2 separate regions of the Sus scrofa genome follow, and region 1 is linked to region 2. Evidence: chromatin contacts called from public HiChIP or PLAC-seq data. All regions are on one chromosome and are shown on one strand. The core of a region is the stretch at or near the end of the contact, and the rest is flanking DNA. Distances in the headings are between cores, read along the strand shown.

Region 1 (5,097 bases), core at 977-3,476, 470 kb after region 2:
TCAAGTCAGTTTGTCCTTTGATTGCTTCCTCCCTCCTCAGGAATTTGGCACCTTCTGGGTGCTCCCAGGTCTGAAGACTCATAACCCTCCATCTCCTAGCCTCTTGGTGCCCTCCTCTCCCTTTCAAAGCAACATACACCTTAAATTATTTGTAATAACTTCAACTTCCTAATTGTATAGATGAGGAGAATGAGACACTGCAAAGAACCAAGGAGGGTAAGAAAGAATATTGATCCTAGGTGCTTAATAGACACTGTAGATGATGCTGGGGGAAAGTGCTGCCTGTGTGAGTGATTGTTATCTCCCTGGCAAATAAATGGCATTCGATAAATATTTTCGAAGGAAAAAAAATACACGAATACATTTTTACAATGTGAAGCAGGTGTCATTCCTTATCATAGATGAGGAAACTAATTTAGAGATCTCTTAAATGACTTCTTCCTCAAGGCCTTATAAGCACAGGCAATACTCCAACACTTAATCTTTTTTCTTAATGCTTTAACTCCTTCCCTTGTTTCCTGTATCCTAAGGGTTTTGCTCTTTACCTTTCAAAGATAACAGCCAGCTAAACTGACCACTAAATCTAGATCAATGGCTTTGAAGGTATTAATAGAACCTGTTCCTAGCCCCCTTTCCTTTTCCAGGGATCTTTGAATTTTAATGCCAGCCTTCTGGGGACAGAGTCAACTCAGAAATGGCTCCCTGGGAATTTTACGGTGTTGAAATTTTATTTCGACACTTCAGCTCCTTTGGGGGAAAAAAAAAATTCCACAGCAGATATTTTCCTGGCGCCTGAATGCTTACACAGAAATGACGCATTTACTTGCGAATTAAACTTCAACAGCATCTACATTTATCTTAGTCTATATTACGAGGAGTAGACATTGATTTGTCTATTGGCCCCTATCGCTGTGGATGACTCCTAAGAAACGTTAGAAACTGGCTCCTCCTCCACTTCTCCTCCCACCCCACGGATCCCCGTACTCTTCAGAGTACGGGCTAAAAACGTAGACGCTTTTAGAAAGGATTTGAACATTAAAATATGGCTCCGTAATTTTCAACGCAAAGATCACAAACAGCGATTGAACACGAGAAGTATTTAAAATAGATCACATCCTGAAGTTGGAGGGCTACAAAGTACAAGTCGTCCAGGCCAGTCTGCAGAGACTCTTCACGCTTCCGCCCTGCAAAAACCGGGAGGCGTCACTTCGCGACGAATCTCAGCTGCAGAAGAGAAAGAGCATCACCTGCAGTTCGAGCCGTGGGAAACGCGGCCGGAGCGGGCTAGCGAGAAGGCAAGCCAGCGAGGTGCGCGCGCGGGGCCGCTCCGGTGCTGAGTGCGAGGAACGCCAGAGCTCCCCTGTGCCGGGGAGACGCGGCAGGGTGGAGACGGGCAGCCGCTTCACCGCCAGGATCGCAGCCATCGCTGCAGCAGAGGAGCCTGCCCAGCCTCCGAGCTCGCCGCCGCTACCGTCCGGGAGGCGGACCCGGCTGGAGAATCCGGTCCGCGCCGCGGGGCTGGGGGCGAGGCGGGGCGCTGACGTCACCTCCCCTCCCCCACCACCTCCCGGAGGGAGTGAGTGGGGAAAGAGGCAGTGATCCGCCGCAGCTCCCAGCCGCAACTCCTAAACTCAGCGGCTCCCTGCCCGGACTAGTCCAGACAAACTTGGTTTCTCTTCGGCCCTCTCTCTAGCCCTCGCGCACTCTCATTTCTCCTCCTTTTGGTGCTCAAGTTTCACCCAGGACGGAAGCCTCTAGAGATGGGGCCACCTGGGCTGCGCGGGCGCTTCGCACTCTCGTTGGGGACAAGCTGAAGATCCGAGGGTAGCAAAGTTGGTACTTCTGGCACGGCTTTTTTTTTTTTTTTTTTCTTAAACAGCCAAATCGCGTAGGGATTACAGAGCTGCTCGGACTTCAACGCGGAGCAACGAGGACTCGGCTGGACGAGTGAGTTCCTTTCTTAGTGCAAGCCTTTTTGTATTTAAGTTTAAACGTAAATGAAATTACGTGGTGTTTGGCTAGTACAGGGAAGCGAATGCATCCTACAGGCTTTCCGCTCCGGTTGTGCTTGGCTCGGAATGAAAGATCAGTATGCATAGGTTTTGGAATTCATAAAATACTTACAGGGCACTGTTGAAAAGAACTTGAAAAGCTATGCTGTTTGTGCATTATTTCGAATGTAACTTATTATAGAAATGGTGCCCAGGGAGGATGCATCGGGTGCGCGTGATCTGCAGTGGCGCAGCGCCCTCTAGTCCGGATACCCGGCAAAGCGCGCGCTCCCTGTGGGGTTCTGAGCCCACCACGAACTTGGACCTGCCGGTTCTGGGACGTGGGCTTGAGGCAGGTCAACAATACCCTGGGCTTCAGTTATCACCCACTAAGGTCGGTTTTATGTCTAATATACAAATACCAGCTTGGGTGGACTGGATGCAAAGGCGGTGCTTGGCAGAAAGCTTTTTCTGTTTTTGGGAACCCACTCCCATCCTCCTAATTTTCTTGAGCCTCTGGGGACTGGGTTAGGAAGGATCGACTATTGAGAGGACAAGTGAGGAGCTTGAACTACATTTCTCGTTCATATGAAGGTAATGTGATAGTAGCAAAAAGGCATCTCTTTTCGTTCTGTTGGGGCTAAAGGATCAGTAAAAACGTGGCTGCACTGGCCTCTGAAACCTCCATCTCTGGCTCTCGGCTGTTCCTGTGGCGACAAAGTGCAACTTCTTCCAGGCAATTAGGTTTCTCAGGGAATCCGGTGAATCGGAATTTCCAAACAGATGTTTTAGTCCAAGTGATCATTGTTATTTATTAATGAACGGTAATTTTCTCCAGGAATTCTTTTGTCCCATTTAAAAAATCTTGTGATTTTATCTTGCAGAATGTTGTTCTATCTTTTACTGTTCTCCACCCCCACCGCCCCCCAAACAAACTGTTGGCATTCATGGGTGATTGTGTTCTGCTTGGAGTTAGAATTCAGCAAGGGGCACAAAAGAGTTGAGCTTAGCGATCAGGTCACCTTTTTTCCACGTTTTCCATGTATGAAATTGACCTGTAACTCTAGGAGCCCTTTGCGCAGTTATGGCTGTGGCTGGGTGTTTGGATGATGATGATGTTTGTTGCACGGGTGAATTTGTGCGTATTCTAAATAACTGGCAGGGAATATGCCACATTCTCATAGTGCTACGAATCAGCACACTCAGTCTGCAGGCATTACTTTTCCTTCCTAACCATAACCTGCCCACACTTTTTTTTTTCCACTCACCTTCTTTGAGATGGTGTAAGAGGAGACTGCATTAACTTTGAACTAAGGCAATTCCCTCTTTAACCCTAGATTCCCTCGCCCTCGTGGTTCCCCCTGCAGCCCCCCTCCACCGGTTCCAGGGAAATCATATCTCTTTGTCCTCACAGTGTTAACATATTTGAGCTCCACAAACTTTCTGAGGTCATGTCCGCCCTCTTCTGAGGGCTGTTTCCCAACGGCCGGGAGCACTCCTGGCAGCGCTGAGCCGGCGTCTGGAGCTTTGCCTGAGCTGAGGCTGGGCTCACAGCCCCGGGATGCCCGGACCTCGCTCTTGGGCTTGGGGGGCGGGGGGAGTTCCCCGAGTGGGACGTCTGGACACCCAGGGTTTCCCCTTCTCCGCGAGGAACTTGTAGATTCTCATTAGACTGAGTTCACAGTTTGCAGGCTGTACTTACCGGGTGGGAAAGCGCACGAGGCGGCACCGCTGTCCTTTGTCCCGCAGACCTGGGAGCCGGGGGTGTCTGCCTGGGAAGGCCGGCGTTGAGGTTCGTTACCTGGGCGGGGGAGGTTCTGGGGTCCAACTGGCTCTGTGAAAAGAGGTCGCGGAGAAAGCTTTTTCATTTGCCCGGGATCTTAGCGTAGATTGAAGAAGTCGATTCCGATCTAACTGCATTCTTTTTGAGATCTTTTGGAAGATTTTATTCCACTGAGCTAATGCAGACCTACAACCAAGGCATTCAAATGCAGATGTAGCAATTCCCTTAAGGTTCCCGAGAATCAAAAGAGAGAGGCGTGGGAAGCGCTTTTTTTTTTTTTTAAATTGTTAAGCTAATGTTTCCCTTCCTAGCAGAGAATATTCTATATTAATTCCCTCCACAAATCTGTGTGTTGGCCATAACTCCGCACTAGAGCGAGGCCCAGACTGTTCCTCGGGGTGTCGCTAGATTATCCTGCGCACTCTAGTCTCTTCGCTTAGAGTTGGCTGCTGTAGCTGCAGGGAGATCCCTGACCTTAGGCGGGGGAGCCCTAGCCCCAGTCCCCGGGTCTGGGAGTCCGGCTGCCGGAGAAAGTCAGGTCGAGTTTCCCCGCGGAAGAAACGAGAGCCGGCGCTTGCGGGCGTGGCCGCGGGCGGAGGGATATATCCCCGCGCCGTGCTTGTAAGACGCGGGGGCCCAACCCCGCGGCTTTGGAGCAGGCTGCAGGACGCAGCCTTGGAGCGAGGCGTGCGGGGAGCGAAGGTGGGCCGCCAAGACCATGCGGTCCTGCGGGACCAACGAAGTCCCCGGCAGGCCGGGACCCCCCTCGGGGGCGCGCTGAGGCGAGAGTGCGCGCCCTGGAGAGTGCCGCCTTCGCTTCAGGCCAACTTTGCTGTAAGTTTGAGGGAAACCAAGCTGGGGCTTGAGTGCCGTGGGCGAGGGTTGAGCGGCGCGCTCCGTGCCAATACCTGGCCGAGCAGGAGCCCTCTGTGCCTGGGGCACGGGCAACTTGCTGCGGCGCGGTGGCGGGCTTTTTACTCCGTGAGACCTTGCTTCTACCCAGCCCTGGACAGTGCACCGCGGGCAGTCTGGGAACTGGGATGGAAAGAAAGTGCCCCACCAGACTGCAGGGGTGCGGAGGCGCTGGCCCACTCGGCAAGTTCAGGGCTGGCCCTGGATTCCAGCAGGTTTGGGGAGGAGGCGGAGGGGCGGGAGCGGATAATTCGCATCGTGACTGGAATGGTAATTACTCACCCCCAGAGCTGCAGCGCAGAGCGGGCAGCGGCCGGGGCTGCACCAGGTTTGGCCCCGGAGCCATTGCTGGAAAGCAGAGCTGCTGCTGCAGCGCGAGAACTTCCGCCTCGGAAAGGAGCTCGGAAACTT
Region 2 (5,111 bases), core at 1,822-4,321:
TAGAGCCAGCATATGGAAGTTCCCAGGTTAGGGGTAGAATCAGAGCCGTAGCCACCCTATGTCACAGCCACAGCAACACAGGGTCTGAGCTGCGTCTTCGATCTACACCACAGCTCCTGGCAATGCCAGATCCTGAAGCCACTGAGTGAGGTCAGGGATTGAATCCACATCCTCATGGATACTAGTCAGATTCTTAACCCACTGAGCCAAATGAGAACTCTGTCTTTTAACCTTAGAATATATCTCTAAGTATAAACAGTGTATGTGGTATGTTCTAAGTCCATTCTGATGTGACTATTTATACTTTGAAAGATTTGTAAGAGTTCACACATTTTATTTGTCTTATAAAAAACATCCCTCTACATTGCCTTTCTAGTGGAGACCTTCTACTAACTTCTAGTTAAGCTTTAGTACGAAATCTAGTCGAATTTGGTTCTATATTTGGTTCTATATTCTATATTTCTATAATCTCTCTTATTGGTTGTAAACTAAAATTCCTCCCTCCAAATAATAAAAAATTTCATTCTCTGACACTCCAACCTAATGTCAACTCCCTCGATTTCTTCCTCACTTTTAGAATTCAACATCTTCCTCCACAATTAGCAGGGTCTTCTATAGTTATACCAGCAATTATATGTTTTGAAAGACACCTGATCATATTTTTATGCTGTTTGACATCTGTTGTGAATGGTGAGAAGTCATTTTTGGACCAATCACAACATGACACCCAGACACTCAGAAGAAATTAGAGTTAGGGATGAGAAATAATCCACAGTTGAGGTGGAAAAGGGAAAGACTTGAGTTGTAACAATTATTCTGACAACTCAGGAAGAGGAACTTAACTAAAGACTAGTTCTACAGTGGAGAAAGTGGGAGGACTTTGCCTACAAAGACCCCAGTTAAGTGTCTAGTTTGATCAAATCCTCAAAATAATGGCTAGGCTTTCTATTTCTTTCTACCTGACACCAGGGGCTTTTTCCGTAGACTTTGAAGAGTTGTGGAAAATAATTTCATAATACATTCTTGCAGTGTTTTTCCTCATGGATTTGGGTGTTTTCTTTCTGTAATAACTTTGACCCTCTCTCAATATTTACCATTTACTTGATAGATGATATATTTCTCATATAAATAATTTTGCAGGAAAGTTTACAAAGCAGAATCTTGCAGTGCTCCATATAAAATTCTGCTGTTTCTATAAACTTCACTAATAGTCTGCCCTAATTCTTGTAACTAATCTAAATTACTCTTTACCTCATTCTAAGACTCAGTGACAAGATGAAATGATTTTTAAAATGATTTTAATTTACCTGAGAAAGTTATCGAAGTATGCTAGGTATCCAAGAGTAATACTTTAAAAATAATAAGAGGGCGTTCCCATTGTGACTTAGTGGAGACAAATCTGACTAGTATTCATGAGGACACAGGCTCGATCCCTGGCCTCACTCAGTGGGTTAAGGATCCAGCATTGCTGTGAGCTGTGGTGTAGGTCACAGATGTGGCTCGGACCTGGCATTGCTCTGGCTACGGGGGAGGCCAGCACATAGAGCTCCAATTCAGCCCCTAGCTAGGGAAACTCCATATACCATGGGTATGGCCCTAAAAGATAAATAAATAAACAAACAAACAAACAAACAAACAAATAAATAAATAATAAGAGAGTTATTATTGGAAAAGAATATTTAGTGAAATTTGTACTGGTGTAGATCCTTCTAGGTCTTGAACAACATACTATAAAATACTAACTTAGCATCTTCTATGTGATATTTTTACATCATTTTGTTTTGTTTAGACTCAGAACGTATAACTTTAGATAACAAGAGCTCTCAGATGGAATAAATAATGTTAACTAAAGGGAAAACTTAACAGTTAGTAAATTTTAAAGGAAACGTAAGTATACAGAATTTAACTACATGAAAATTCTTTAATCCTATGAGTTTTCAAATTCTGTGAGTGTTTCATTCTAGGCAGTATTCATTCTCTGTGTGCATTTTTAAGGGCATCTAATTTTGAAGGAAACAGAACAATGTGGAGAAGAAAGTGTGAAAATGCTTACTGTTGAATATTTGGGAGCCGAACAATGACCTTGAAGATTTATTGCTAATAATGAAAAGGACAAGCATTATTTGTGAATTCACATTAGAAATACTGAAATCTAAGAGCAAGTTTTGAAGCTCAGATTCACAGATTCTTCTAAAATCTTTCATTTTTCTTTTGAATAAATATTAACAGTAGACAGGAGAACCTTACAGAAGAGACTAGAGAACATCTATGTGAATATATTTGAGAGAGAACTAGACAGTAAAATAGTAGTGAAGCAAAAGAGAAGAAATGAATTACATTCATAAAAATACTACGAGATTGTTCTTCAGCTACTGCAGAACACAAGCAATAGCGTCTCCATCCTTAGACATCTTAAATAAGAGCATTTGGATATGTGACAGCTGTGGCAGTCAGATAAGGAAAGCATTGTGAAATAGTAGAGAAGTAATTTTCCTGCAACTTATTTATAGTCACTGGGGCTATAAAGGTAGTGGGAGAGGGGTGTGGGTGGTGTCGGAAAATCAATCCCAGCCTTGGAGAGAAAAAACTCAATACTTATTCTATAAACATTTTACATTGAAACAGTGATACTGTTATTCCACCTCATTTCCCACACTTTTTAGATACAAACCAGCCCAGTGAAGAATCCTCATCGATGCCCAGCTGCGTTTCTTGGTCATTGTCAAACGTTGTGAGCCAGCCGTAAAGCTGCTAAGAGTCATTCAGTTTTAGCAGGTTCTAATGACATTGGTGTTGACAGAATAATATGCATGGCATGTAGCCGGACGGAGCCTCGTGGAGATCTAATAACCTTCTGGCCTAATGTGAACGCCTCTTATATCTCCTGAAAGAAGCCAAGGAGAGTTATTTGAAACAACGTACAGAGACACACTGTCTTCTGTTCCTAAAATTTCCACTGGGCATCTAGCCCAGATATCAGCTTGGTTACAAAGTTCTACACACGTTACATGGGAAATCAAAATCTAATTACTGACCAGCGCATGGCTCCAGCATCTTTAAACCCTTTCCTGTCCCCTAGCTGAGTACAGTTACAAAAGCAAGAAAAGGGGGAGAAAAAGAAACATTGTTTTTCCCTTCTAGGAGGGAGAGGCTATGAAATCATAGGGAAAAAATGTCCCAACAAAATACACTGTATAATCTTTTAAAAATATCCTGGATGCCCCTTTACCCTGAGTGCTTCAACTGTGAAAATAATTATGTCTTAAAAATTGTAAAATGCATCTTTTAAGAATTAGGCTTTTCAAGTAGATTAGTTCTAACACTGTGGCTATTATTCCCACAGCATCCCCAAGGGGATTAGCTTACTTTCTCACAGAAAAAAAGCAATGCCGTGTATGACGACTCCTAGAAAGAACTCAGCCTGCTCTGGAAATAGCTACGTAGTCTTCCAAAAATAAGAATTTTATGACCATGGGAATCCCAGGGTCAAAAATCCCACCCCCAGGGATGACCGTCTCCTGACAGCTAGCCCTCCTCCTTTAAGGGGAGCCAGTGGCTTTGATGCTGTTCTAACACCAGTCTTTTTCAGAGGTGACCCAGAGACCTTGTGGATCAGATAGAATGAAGGGGTGTTCGCTAGGTCAGCAGGAGTGGAAAGAATAAAGATTAAAATCAAAGGGAAAATCAAAAGAAGACCCATTTATTCTGGAGCATGTAGGATCAAATACAGAAAAAGTGGGAAAATCTAGTGTCTCTCTCCAGCTACTGCTATGAATCAAAATACACTTTTTACTAATTCTTTTAAAGAATTTGTTAAGGGCGTTCCTGATGTGGTGCAGCATAAACGAATCTGACTAGTAACCATAGGATGCAGGTTCGATCCCTGGCCTCACTCAGTGGGTTAAGGAGCCCATGTTGCCCTGAGCTGCGGTGTAGATTGCAGATGCAGCTCAGATCCCAAGTTGCTGTGGCTGTGGTGTAGGCTGGCAGCTACAGCTCTGATTCAACCCCTAGCCTGGGAAATTCCATATGCTACAGGTGCGGCCCTAAAGATCAGAAATAAAATAAAAATAAGAGTTTGTTAAATCATCTCGCCTTAGAAATCTTCCAGTATCATTTATTTTTTTTCCCTCCATGAAATACAGGTGGAGCGCTTGGGATGTAACTTAAGTGAAAATAAATTCAGTAAGACTCGGTCTCCCCTGCCTGAGGCATAGACTTGACTCACTCTGTTCACCAGGCACTTGTCACACACTGCCTTACTTCCTGATTTTATCGATTTGTGTACGTCTGACTTATTTCCCTTAATAAGGCATACAATTCTTGAGCACAAGGACCCTGTCTTATTGAGCTTGGCTCCTTCAAAGTGTGATAGTTCCCTAAGGAGGACCAGAGGTGGCAAGATAAACCTGGTTCACAAAAGCACAGCCAGCAGGAAACAGAATCACGTCACAGAGAAATGCCCTCATCTTCTCCTTCTCAGACACTGATGACTATTTATATAGAAAGTGCATAAACAACCTGACAGAAAATTGAATGGATGTGGCCATAATAATTGATTCCATTTTTAGAAAAAAAAAACACATTTAAACATTTTAATATAATTTTACTCTTCTTTCCCCAAAGAAATTGTATATTTAACCTCAGGGTTACAGGGTGACAACCACAATTATACATGCTTGGAAGTAAAATGTTTTTAATTTTCTGTAATAGGTCTAACATTCTTCCACATCATTCAACTGGGAAGTAGAAGAAAAAGAGTACTTTCATTTACCCATTAAGAGTATATGTCATTCTTGGGAGTTCCCGTTGTGGCTCAGTGGTTAACGAATCTGACTAGGATCCATGAGGTTGTGAGTTCGATCCCTGGCCTTGCTCAGTGGGTTAAGGATCCAGCGTTGCCGTGAGCTGTGGTGTAGGTCACAGACGCAGCTCAGATCCCGTGTTGCTGTGGCTCTGGCATAGGCCGGTGGCTATAGCTCTGATTGGACCCCTAGCCTGGGAACCTCCATATGCTGTGGGAGTGGCCCAAGAAAATGGCAAAAAGACCAAAAAAAAAAAAAAAGGGGGGGGGTATATGTCATTCTTCTGGTATTTAAACAGTGATTGTG

What was found. HiChIP or PLAC-seq counts read pairs in DNA pulled down with a chosen protein or histone mark.
Region 1: a contact with region 2 is called in an H3K27ac HiChIP or PLAC-seq map of skeletal muscle, with 9 times the contacts expected there. The contact joins two enhancer-like sites. A contact is called at or near these places in 4 of 47 Hi-C or Micro-C datasets (embryonic fibroblasts, fetal heart ventricle and fibroblasts) and 1 of 2 datasets of contacts at active chromatin or transcription factors (skeletal muscle).

Annotation. Positions count from the first base shown.
Region 1 is chr17:8,447,490-8,452,586 of Sscrofa11.1, forward strand. No RefSeq gene overlaps it. Among named protein-coding and RNA genes, the nearest start is that of FAT1, 16 kb to the right of the region's middle. Within about 2 kb of position 2,227, at least 58 of the 83 cell types and tissues checked have an H3K27ac peak or open chromatin away from gene starts, as enhancers often do. A contact at or near this core is called in skeletal muscle, where this site is marked.
Region 2 is chr17:7,977,505-7,982,615 of Sscrofa11.1, forward strand. No RefSeq gene overlaps it. Among named protein-coding and RNA genes, the nearest start is that of FAT1, 490 kb to the right of the region's middle. Within about 2 kb of position 3,072, at least 11 of the 83 cell types and tissues checked have an H3K27ac peak or open chromatin away from gene starts, as enhancers often do. A contact at or near this core is called in skeletal muscle, where this site is marked.